2 separate regions of the Oryctolagus cuniculus genome follow, and region 1 is linked to region 2. Evidence: chromatin contacts called from public Hi-C data. All regions are on one chromosome and are shown on one strand. The core of a region is the stretch at or near the end of the contact, and the rest is flanking DNA. Distances in the headings are between cores, read along the strand shown.

Evidence for each region. A called contact is a pair of places that touch in the nucleus more often than the background predicts.
Region 1: a contact with region 2 is called in a Hi-C map of skin fibroblasts, with 4 times the contacts expected there. The contact joins the promoter of SOX9 here to the enhancer-like site in region 2. A contact is called at or near these places in 2 of 6 Hi-C or Micro-C datasets (ear pinna and skin fibroblasts).

The regions. Positions count from the first base shown.
Region 1 is chr17:7,736,286-7,741,335 of mOryCun1.1, reverse strand. SOX9 (SRY-box transcription factor 9) reads left to right here and starts at 3,020. Exons shown (of 3, transcript XM_051825911.2): 1 at 3,020-3,847; 2 at 4,652-4,905. The coding sequence starts at 3,417. It overlaps LOC103351608 (a long non-coding RNA gene), which reads right to left and starts at 2,874. Exons shown (of 5, transcript XR_011383266.1): 1 at 2,775-2,874.
Region 2 is chr17:7,403,336-7,408,171 of mOryCun1.1, reverse strand. All of the region lies in intron 1 of LOC103351609 (a long non-coding RNA gene), which reads right to left. Among named protein-coding and RNA genes, the nearest start is that of SOX9, 330 kb to the left of the region's middle. Within about 2 kb of position 3,396, at least 1 of the 8 cell types and tissues checked has an H3K27ac peak or open chromatin away from gene starts, as enhancers often do. A contact at or near this core is called in ear pinna, where this site is marked.

The DNA of each region.
Region 1 (5,050 bases), core at 1,771-4,270, 330 kb before region 2:
CGCCCGCGTGGAAGCCGAAGAGGGGTTGGCTGCCTCCGCTGGGGAAACGGAGCCCGGCGCCGGCCCCGGGCGCGGCAAAAGGCTCGGAGAGGGGGGGAAGGGGGGAGCGGGAGCGGATTCCAGGCCTCGGTTTCCCCAGACCGCCCCTTGGGATCCCCTGGCACCTCGGAGTCTTCGCTCTCATGAGACCGACGCGGACCCCCAAAGCGCCCTCCGCCGTGTGCCCCGGCCCCTTGCCCCTCCTCGCCTCCATCCAACGGACGACCCTGGCGCGTCCAAGTCTAGACGCTCTGGCTAACACCGGGCCGGCAGCCTCAGTTTCCTGATCTGTAACCTGGACGCGCAGAGCGGGCTCCTTTCCCTGTGGCTCTGAGCTCCTCAGATCCGGGACTGCCAGCGTCTGCCTCGGTCGGGGCCACCCGGGAATGTCACTTCGAAGCGAATGGAGCTCCTGAATGGATGGGGGTGGTTAGGGCAGTGGGCACCAAGAGGTCTCTGCAGATCAGGACCGAGCCACTAGCGCCCACGCGCCAGACTGGGCCTGCCCCTGGACAGCCAGGCTGTCTTGGCCCCGGGGGTTCCCCATGGATCTCCTCGGGTCTGTGCGCAACAGCGCACCTCGGTTGCGCTTCTACAGCCAGGTCCCGCATAGACGCGCACACACCTCACGAGCTCCCCAGCCTGGGCTGCCCAGAGGTGGATGAGCAGAGGGAGCAACATCGAGGAAGAATCCCCCCCAGAGACGAATCTCAGCAGCAAAGCCCCCCGCGCGCGCGCCCCAGGCCCCGCGCCTAGCCGCCGCCAGCACCGGTTTCCCCGCAGCGTCTCGGAGTTAGAGACCGTTTCTGGGCTTTTGGCGCCCCCTCTGGATGCAGCTGGACATTGCAGCCCGTTTCCAGCTACGTGCCCTAAGTTTTCAAAAAGATACAAGTTGGCTCGCATCAAACCCACAGAAAACGTAGACGGCATGGCAGTTTCTGATTTTAAATGCTACAGATTGCATCCCTGAGCACGGGATTTCCCTAAAGGGGTATTTGTGGATGCGCCTATGTGCCTTAACGGATATTTCTTGAAACAGTCCAAAGCATCTTAAGGTCACTGTTTACCTTCGCTGCCTGGATGCCGATGGACACGGTAACTGCCATAAAAGACCACTCAGTGCGGACGTTCCGGCTCAAGCAGCCGCGCGCGCGGGCCCAGGGCCGCCTCCTAGATCAGGTGCCTGTGAGCCACACGGTGCCACGCACGAATGCCCTCTCCGCAGGGCGCAGACCTCTCGGGGCTCCCTCTGGTCCTCCAAGAGAGGGTGTTTTCCTGCACTTTTGGCAGAGAATCACAGAGCAACGAACAACTCGCAAGCTAAGGCATGGAGGTCTCTTGCGCCGGTAAACAAGCTGTAGGGTCCTGGAGACATGCAACCCCAGTTACGTGCGTTAAAAATGATAATAATAAAAATACTGCTGAACATGGTTGCACCTTACCACCTTCCCTCTAACGTCTTCGAAAGAAAACGAGATTTTTTAGAATTCTGCAGGCAAAACATTCTTTTAAGTCCTTCAATGGTGTCTGCACCTCTCAGATTAGAAGAGAAGGGGGGAAACCCAGATCTGCTGCGAGGCGGGTCGATTCACCATCACAGGCATTTCATCCGAGGCGAACTTTTGCAAGCGCGTCAAGGAGAGATGGGGGTGGGTGAATTTAAAATTAACAGTTTTCCATGGTTGTGTGCATGTATGTGTGATCCTGCAAGCATGAACCCCGCAGGCAACCAAGACTCCCCCACCCCACCCCATCTCAAAACAGATAAGTCTGCACTTAATCCAACCTGCCTGGCTTTAGGCGGTGCGTGTGCACACAGATCACACCTGAAATGCATAAGAGACGCCTCCCCCTCTCCCCAGAACTCCCGGCCGCGCGCGGGTCTGCAAGGGACCAGCTAAGGTCACAGCCGCCGGCGCTTCGCCGCTCCAGGTGCTCCGCAGAGACGGGCGAGAGCGGGCAGTCGGGCCGGGGAAGAGTGGTCCGCGCGGGGCCCAACTGTGTGGCCTTTTACAAAGCCAGCCCGTGACCGACGCTCTCCCAAAAGTCGGTCTCCGAAAGCCAGCGCGGTTGGCAAAGTTTGCGGGAGCAGCTGCAGCCGCCGCCGCCTCTGACTCGGCCGCGCCGGTGAGGAGCGCAGCGTCAACACAGTCGCCCAAAGGCTCAGAAGCTTAGGCGGGGAGAGGGGCCAGGGGTCCCTGGGAGGACTTGTAGGAGTTCAAGGTCGGGGGTGGCTCGGAGAGGCCGCGGCAGCGCGAGGCTACAGCGTCCCGGCCGCCGCCGCCGCCGCCGCCTCCCGCCCTGGCGGGGACGTAGCTTCGGTTTCCATTGATTCCCCGTGCAGGGGCGCAGCAGAATCCCCCCCAGCCGCGCGGGCCCCGGCGAAGCGGAGCATGTTAATCTCTTTATATGGATTATTACCGAGGAACAGCGGGCGTTGAGTCACCAAAACATTTGCTTCCCAAGACCATTTCTAAGCACTTTTGGAGGCGGGCAGGCAGGCTCCAGGCGCGCAAACCCGGCTGCGCAGGAAGGAGCGACTGCTTTTCGAACACTGCGAACTCCGGTGAAGTCCTCCGGACCGCAGAGAGAACAAGGGGAAGGGAGTTATCAGGGGTGAGCGGGCCGTGGCTCCTAGTCTAGACACACGCGCGCGCACAGGCACACACGCGCAAACTACCCGCGCGGAGAAAGGCCCCCGACATGCTGACATTCCGAGAGTGCGGCAAACTTACACACTTGGACGTCCCGGGTCCCCCGCCTTCCCCGCGGCACCCCCACCACCACCCCCCACCACCACCATCCACCCTTGGGCTGCGCTCCCTTCCCCTCCCCTCCCGTCTCGTCACCCAGCCCAGTACCACCATCCTTCTCCTCCCCTATACCCCGGCCCAATCAGCTGCCTGCCAACCCCGAGACTGCCGCGCTGTGATTGGCCGGGCGTCCCTAAGGTGAGTGGGTGTATTTATTAAAGCGACCCCGGGCTGGGAGTTGGAGAGCAGAGAGCGGAGCTCGAAACCGACTGGCAACTTCGGCGGCGCAGCGACTTGCCAAGTTCACCCCGGGAGCTTTTTCTTTGTAGGAGGAGAAGAGAAGGGGTGCAAGCGCCCCCGCTTTTGCGCTCTCTTCCTCTCCTCCTCCTCCCCTCCAGCTCGCCTCACTTCCCCCGCCCCGACTTTGGAGCGGGCAGCCGCGGACTGGTCACCCCGCGCCTCCCCCGGTGCTCGCCGCCGCAGCCGGGAGACGCGCCAGCCTCCCCGGGAGCCGCTCGCTCCGCGTCCGGGCAGCCGAAGGGAGAGGAGCCCGCGCCTCGAGTCCCCGAGCCGCCGCGGCTTCTCGCCTTTCCCGGCCACCCGCCCCCTGCCCCGGGCCCGCGTATGAATCTCCTGGACCCCTTCATGAAGATGACCGACGAGCAGGAGAAGGGCCTGTCCGGCGCCCCCAGCCCCACCATGTCCGAGGACTCGGCGGGCTCGCCCTGCCCGTCGGGCTCCGGCTCCGACACCGAGAATACACGGCCCCAGGAGAACACGTTCCCCAAGGGCGAGCCGGACCTCAAGAAGGAGAGCGAAGAGGACAAGTTCCCCGTGTGCATCCGCGAGGCGGTCAGCCAGGTGCTCAAGGGCTACGACTGGACGCTGGTGCCCATGCCCGTGCGCGTCAACGGCTCCAGCAAGAACAAGCCCCACGTCAAGCGGCCCATGAACGCCTTCATGGTGTGGGCGCAGGCGGCGCGCAGGAAGCTGGCCGACCAGTACCCGCACCTGCACAACGCCGAGCTCAGCAAGACCCTCGGGAAGCTCTGGAGGTAGGGCCCGGCGGGGGGCGGCGCGGGGTCGGGGGTGGGGGGCGCTGGCCGAGGCCACCTCTGCTCGCCCCGCCTTCCAGCGGTCCGGGAGTTGCGGTGCGGGGAGCGGCCGAGGCGGAGGAGGCGGGCGCAGGGAGGAGGGATTGGTGTGCGGCGGGCGAGGAGAAACTTTGGCTCGGAGTCCGACCAACTTCTTGGAGTGCCCTCGGGGGCGGCGCGGGGAGGGGGTGGCCAGTGGAAGAGGTGGGGGGGGGAGATAGCCGGAGGGCGGGAGCGGCCTGCTAGGAGACCCCAGGGCGGCGCGGGGGAGTTTCGTGCCCTCGGGCACCCCACATCCACGGAGTTGGGGTTGTAGGGGGGAGGGGGTGCAGGAGAAGACCCCTGGCAGGGACGGGGAAGGCAGGGGGTGGAGGCTACTGGACACAGATGAGGCCTCGGGGAGGCCTTTGGAAAGTTTGCAAAGGGTGTTGGGACGCGCAGGGGGCTACATGCAGTAGCAAAGGCGTTTAGAGCCGCTGCAGTGGGGCTGCCGTTTTCGTCTCCAGGGTTTCCAAACTAGGGGAAGGGGAGGGGGCGGGGCGGGGAGTGACCGCCACTCGGGTCGCACTACCCGAACTGAGCCTTTTTTTTTTTTAAGTAAAGTTATGAGCGGAGGCTGGGACGAGGAAGATGGGGGCTTGCGCGCGGGGAGCCCAGCGCTCGGAGTCACCCCCTGGGCCCCGCCGGCCTGACAGCTTGGCGGCGGGCTTCACTGACCCCTCCCCTCTTTCTCTCTGCGCCCCCCTCCCCACCCGGCCCCCACAGACTGCTGAACGAGAGCGAGAAGCGGCCCTTCGTGGAGGAGGCGGAGCGGCTGCGTGTGCAGCACAAGAAAGACCACCCGGACTACAAGTACCAGCCGCGGCGGAGGAAGTCGGTGAAGAACGGGCAGGCGGAGGCCGAGGAGGCCACGGAGCAGACGCACATCTCGCCCAACGCCATCTTCAAGGCGCTGCAGGCCGACTCGCCGCACTCCTCGTCCGGCATGAGCGAGGTCCATTCCCCCGGCGAGCACTCGGGTGAGCGCGCCTGGGCCCCACCTGGCTCAGCTCCAGGCTCTCGCCGGGGAGCCTCTGCCTGGGCACTGGGGAAGGCGCCACCGCCCCGGGCGCGAAGTCTCGCCCCTCTCCTCGCCCAGGGCCCCCCCCCAAACCCCCTGCGGGC
Region 2 (4,836 bases), core at 2,147-4,646:
ATTGAGGACGCACTCACAGAGGCTTCCTCTTTTTGGCTCAGCTATCCACGGAGAGAGGATACTTGGGAGATACTCACGTCCTCGTGAAGCCAGGAAGTCAGGGACATACCAAGGGGGCTTTTCCACATGAAGGCATCGCAGGTGAGGAAAAATAAAGATTTTACAAAAATCTAAGAGAAAGACTTCACGAAGCAATGACTAACGGCAGCGAGAAGGGAAAGGCTGCTTGCCGGGCAGCTGGGGGCTTGGCTTATTCTGTGCGCTTCCGGGGTTTGTAAGACGAGAGGCAGACGTGAGACGTGAGGGGTCAGTGGGACTTCTGTTCACAGGCGGCCAGCCCCTGCCACCTTACTGGATCCCAGGGCTCACAGGAACTGTCTCATGGAAACCGTAGGTTCAGGGCAGGATTCTGTGGAGGGAGCACCTTTCGGGTACGGTGTTATGATGGCTACAGACTGGGGGGCTCCCGCCACAGGGCGACCTCCTGCCTTGGTGGTGGGAAGGAGGGGCATAGAGGCAGTTGTAGCCAACAGCAAGGCCCTAGAATGGACGAGACACAGGCCTGCAGGTGCACATATGTACACACACACACACAGAAGACTCTGAGCCCTGCCTTCTTTGGCTGGGGTTTCTTGCCCTCCCCACACACGTGTGTGTGCACACATACATGTGCATCCATGCATGTGCACACACACACACATACACACGAGCAGACTCATCTTCGGCGTGGGTTTCTCACCCTGAGAAGCTTGGGTGTCACCCATGGGAACAAGCTCGTCTGAGGCCACATGTGGTGAAACTCCCTGTGACGTCCACGTCGCCTCTCCCGGGCACTGGCTCCCTGGGGAATGTGTGAGTGGCTCCCCTGGGGCAAAGAGCAGCTGCTGGAGGTGATTCATACGCAGGGCTCTCAGCCCTGTCACCCCTGGGTCTGCGGGTTCCGTCCATTACTCAGCCTCCGGCTGCTGGGCTTCGCTAGGCTCGGGCGTGCCAAGGGCAGCCTGCTCTCCAGCACTGCCCTCCCACCTCCATCAGACCCGAGCAGATACAGTCTGTTCTGTAAGGAGTTGGGAGCAGGAGCCGGGGTGGGGGGACAGTGGGCAGAGAGATGAAAGAAAGAAAACAGTGTTCCTTCTGTTGAGAAACATAAACTCAGCTGCCAGGCGACCTCTCTTTTTTGCTTTTTTAAAAAACATTTTGTTTATTTGCAAGGCAGAGTTAGAGAGACAGAAGGTGAGGGTGAGGGTGAGGGTGAGGGTGAGGAGAGAGAGAGAGAGAGAGAGAGAGAGAATCTTCCATTTGCTGGGTCACTCTCCAAATGGCTGCAATGCTGTGTTTGGGCCAGGCGAACTCCAACCAGGTCTCCCATTGCACCTGGGCCATTCTCTGTTGTCTCCCCAGGCACATCAGCAGGGAGCTGGATCAGAAGTGGAGCAGCCGGGACTCCTATGTGAGGCCCACGAAGCTGGCAGTGGTTTAACCTGCTACACCACAGCACCTGCCCCAGGGTGGGCTCCTTAAACCAGCAGTGACACCCAGTCTGCTCACCCCCACCACAGCCCCTAGGCTCTGTTGCTTCCGAGACCTGGGATTCTGGACATTCCATGGGGTCCCAGCTGCCGTCAATCCTTTCTGGAACAAGGTGGAACGAGGCAGACCGACAAAGCAGCTGAAGTAGAACATGAGCTTTCCAAGTACTGCCCCCTGCTCAGCCCCAGCCTGGGACAAAGGAGGCGGGACGGAGGGTGGGCATTCATGTGGCTCCTCCCGCACCCCCTCCCCACAATGCCATTCAAACAGTCTGGAAGGTTCCTTATTATTTAAAGGAATTTTAGAACAGGTACCCTCCGCAACACCCACAGCCCGCCCTACTGAGGTCAGAGTCTCTTGACGAAAAGGCGGCATGAGCATCATTGTAGGATTAAACAAATCAGACCGTCTCCGCTTTCCTTCTCTTCTCTGAAAATGCCAAAGATATCTGCATCATCTCTTTACTATTTGCTGCAGGGTGGTGGGCTCTGTTCCAACCAACAGGAAGCCCAACAACTTTTGTCCTGGGTGCCTCCTTCACAGTCACCTGGAACAGGGAGAGACACATGGGTTCTGAGAAGGGGCAGACAGGGCATGGCTCGGCCCTCTCCATCACAACCAACCTCCAGGCAGCCCTGGGCGATATGCAAATGAAGGGGCGTGGTCAAGCGCCAATAAAACTTTATTGATGGACACCGAAATTTAAATTTCACCTCTTCTCCACATGTCACAAAATCTCATTAAAAAAAAAAAAAACTTTCATGTGACAATGGTTCTCAGCTCACAAGCTGTACAAACAGGCGCGGGATGGTTCTGGCCGTGAGTTTGCCAGGCCTTGGTCTAGAATCTAATGCTTCAAAGGAAGCCCTCTGAGAGTGCTTCCTCATGAAAAGAAATAGAATCATGGTCACCACAGCTAACATTTATCGAGCACTTGTTCCATGAAAGGGCTTGACATGGAACACTGCTTCTCCTCCTCTGCACACATGAGATGGGTAAACACCTCCTGGTTCTTCCCTATTCCTGTAGACGGGAACGCTGGACCTCACAAGACGGCAATGGCAGTGAGGGCCGCACTTGAGGACTATGACTCTGGACAAAGGCAGGGGTGCACGCGTGCAGCACCCTGAGACACGGAGCCATGGGAAGGCAAGGTGACGAGCGGATGGGGTCTCAGACGCCACTCCCGGGGCTGTGCAGGATTCGTTCACAGAAACCACCCAGGGGGTGCGACACCCACGTTCTCCTCCAACATGTCTGTCACTCAAGGGAAACCCAGCTCAAACAGCCTCCTTGGAGAGTTTCGAATCTGGGCAAGGCAGGAGCATGGATGCAATTTACAAACCGAGCATCACCCAGGAAGCTGGGTCACAGACGCAGTGCGATAAAGGGGCCAGTGGCAGGGACGGGAGCCTCCATCAGGCAGCTCTTTTTTCTCAGCTCTGCTGCGAGCTGGCCCAGAAGCAGGCGTCTGCCCTGCGTACTAAGCCCCATAAGCGGCCTCGGCGTCCGGCTGCCCTGGTCTCCCCAGTGTCTCCCTGCTTCTGCACTTCCAGACTCTACCGTCCAGGCTACATGCAAGAAGTGTCCTCAGGGCCAGGTCTTCCTCCAGCTGCCACCCAGACAGAGTTCCATTTAAAGCGCTCACCCTCCGCCCCCGGGGAAGAGAACTGGGTGGCTGCTTTCAGTTCCTTTTAGGCCCGTTGCCCGATTTCTTTTCCATCCCGGGCACCACGGCCCATCTGGGTAGAAGAGCACACCCCTTGGCTGCCGCCGGGTCCGCCACACCCAGTGGAAAGCCACGGATCCTGGATATAAACCGAGCAGAGCGAGGAAAAGCCGTCTGCTGGAGCAGCCCTCCCTCCACCCTGCAGACACGCACGCGGCTTTTCTAATCCTCGTGGCTTCGCAAGAAGGAGGCCCGACCCGCCACGGCGCTGGCGAGGCCGACCAGGCGGGAGGCAAGCTTCTCATTATGTGAAACTCTTGGCTGGGTCCTCTTTCTCTGCATCCTGCTAGCAATTTTGTATCCGGTTTGGGAATTCCAGGAACATCTGTGATTGTCTTTTACCCAACCACACATGTGGGAGCCGAGGGCTCGGTCATGTTCCTACCTGCGGTGCCCTGTCATTAGCCCGGAACGGTGCGTGCGTTCTCTGCTTAGCAGCGAGACACAGAAAGCCTCGGCTGGCAACCCCACCTGCGGGCCCCAGCCGCGCTGCCTGCCGCGCCCGGCTCAGACCACGTCGCCCATCCGAGGGTGAGAGATGCCAGGGTTAACAGGCCTTGTTTGAACAGGCCAAGTCCTCTACCCAGACAGCACAATTTTTTAAAGATTTTTTTTATGGGAAAGACAGAGCTATAGAGATCTTCCATCCACTGGCTTACTCCCTAAATGGCTGCAAGAGAAAAGGCTGGGCCAGGCCGAAGCCAGGAGCCATAACTCCATCCAGCTCTCTCACATGGGTAGCAGGGGCCTAAGTACCTGGGCCACCCTCCACTGTCTTCCCAGGCACATCAGCAGGGAGCTGGATCGGAAGCGCGGCAGCCAGGACTCAAACCAGTGCTCTGATATGAGACGCCGGCACTGCGAGTGGCAGCTATAGCCGCTGCACCACGACACGCGTCCCCTGACCTCACATTTTAACATGGCCTTCCCCTGGCCAGTCCTGGGAGGCCCTGTCCAGGCCATCTTTCCTTCCCTCCCCCAGCTCCGCCTGGAGAGCCAGTGACCCTGCAAAGCCTCCTCAAAATTGTATTCCTCTCTGACAAAGGCCCGTGTCTCCCCAGCACTCCTGCCACGTCTCCCGGGGAAGTTTCACAGATTTGTCAACCCAGAGCTCAGACACGCCACGCGAGGCCTGTGTGCCTCTGGGCCTGGAAGAAGAGCTAGGTGCTGAGCGTACCTTTATCAGCTAGCACAATCACACAGCGCCGTGAGACAGTTCCATCCCCGTGCCCGCAAGCTAGCGCAGATACGACATCACCAGGCAAGGCCCTGTCACAGGTCCACCGTGCTATACGCAGCCCCACGGACACGCCAAGCACCACCAGGCGGTTCACGCCTACAACACGTAAACACACTCTGCCGCTAACAATGCTGCATGCCCCAGGTGGGACTCGTGCTGTTTTTGAAGTGAGAGGGACCTCAAGGAGTGTCTGGCTTAGGGACTTACACCTGTCCTCCCCCTCGGGGTCCTGGAGAAAGGTGTCCCACCAGGGCACGGGCACGCCCAGCCGCTCTCTAGTTCCCTTCAATGGCTGTGTTCAAATACACCATATTGGACATTCATGTAAGATTTTGTT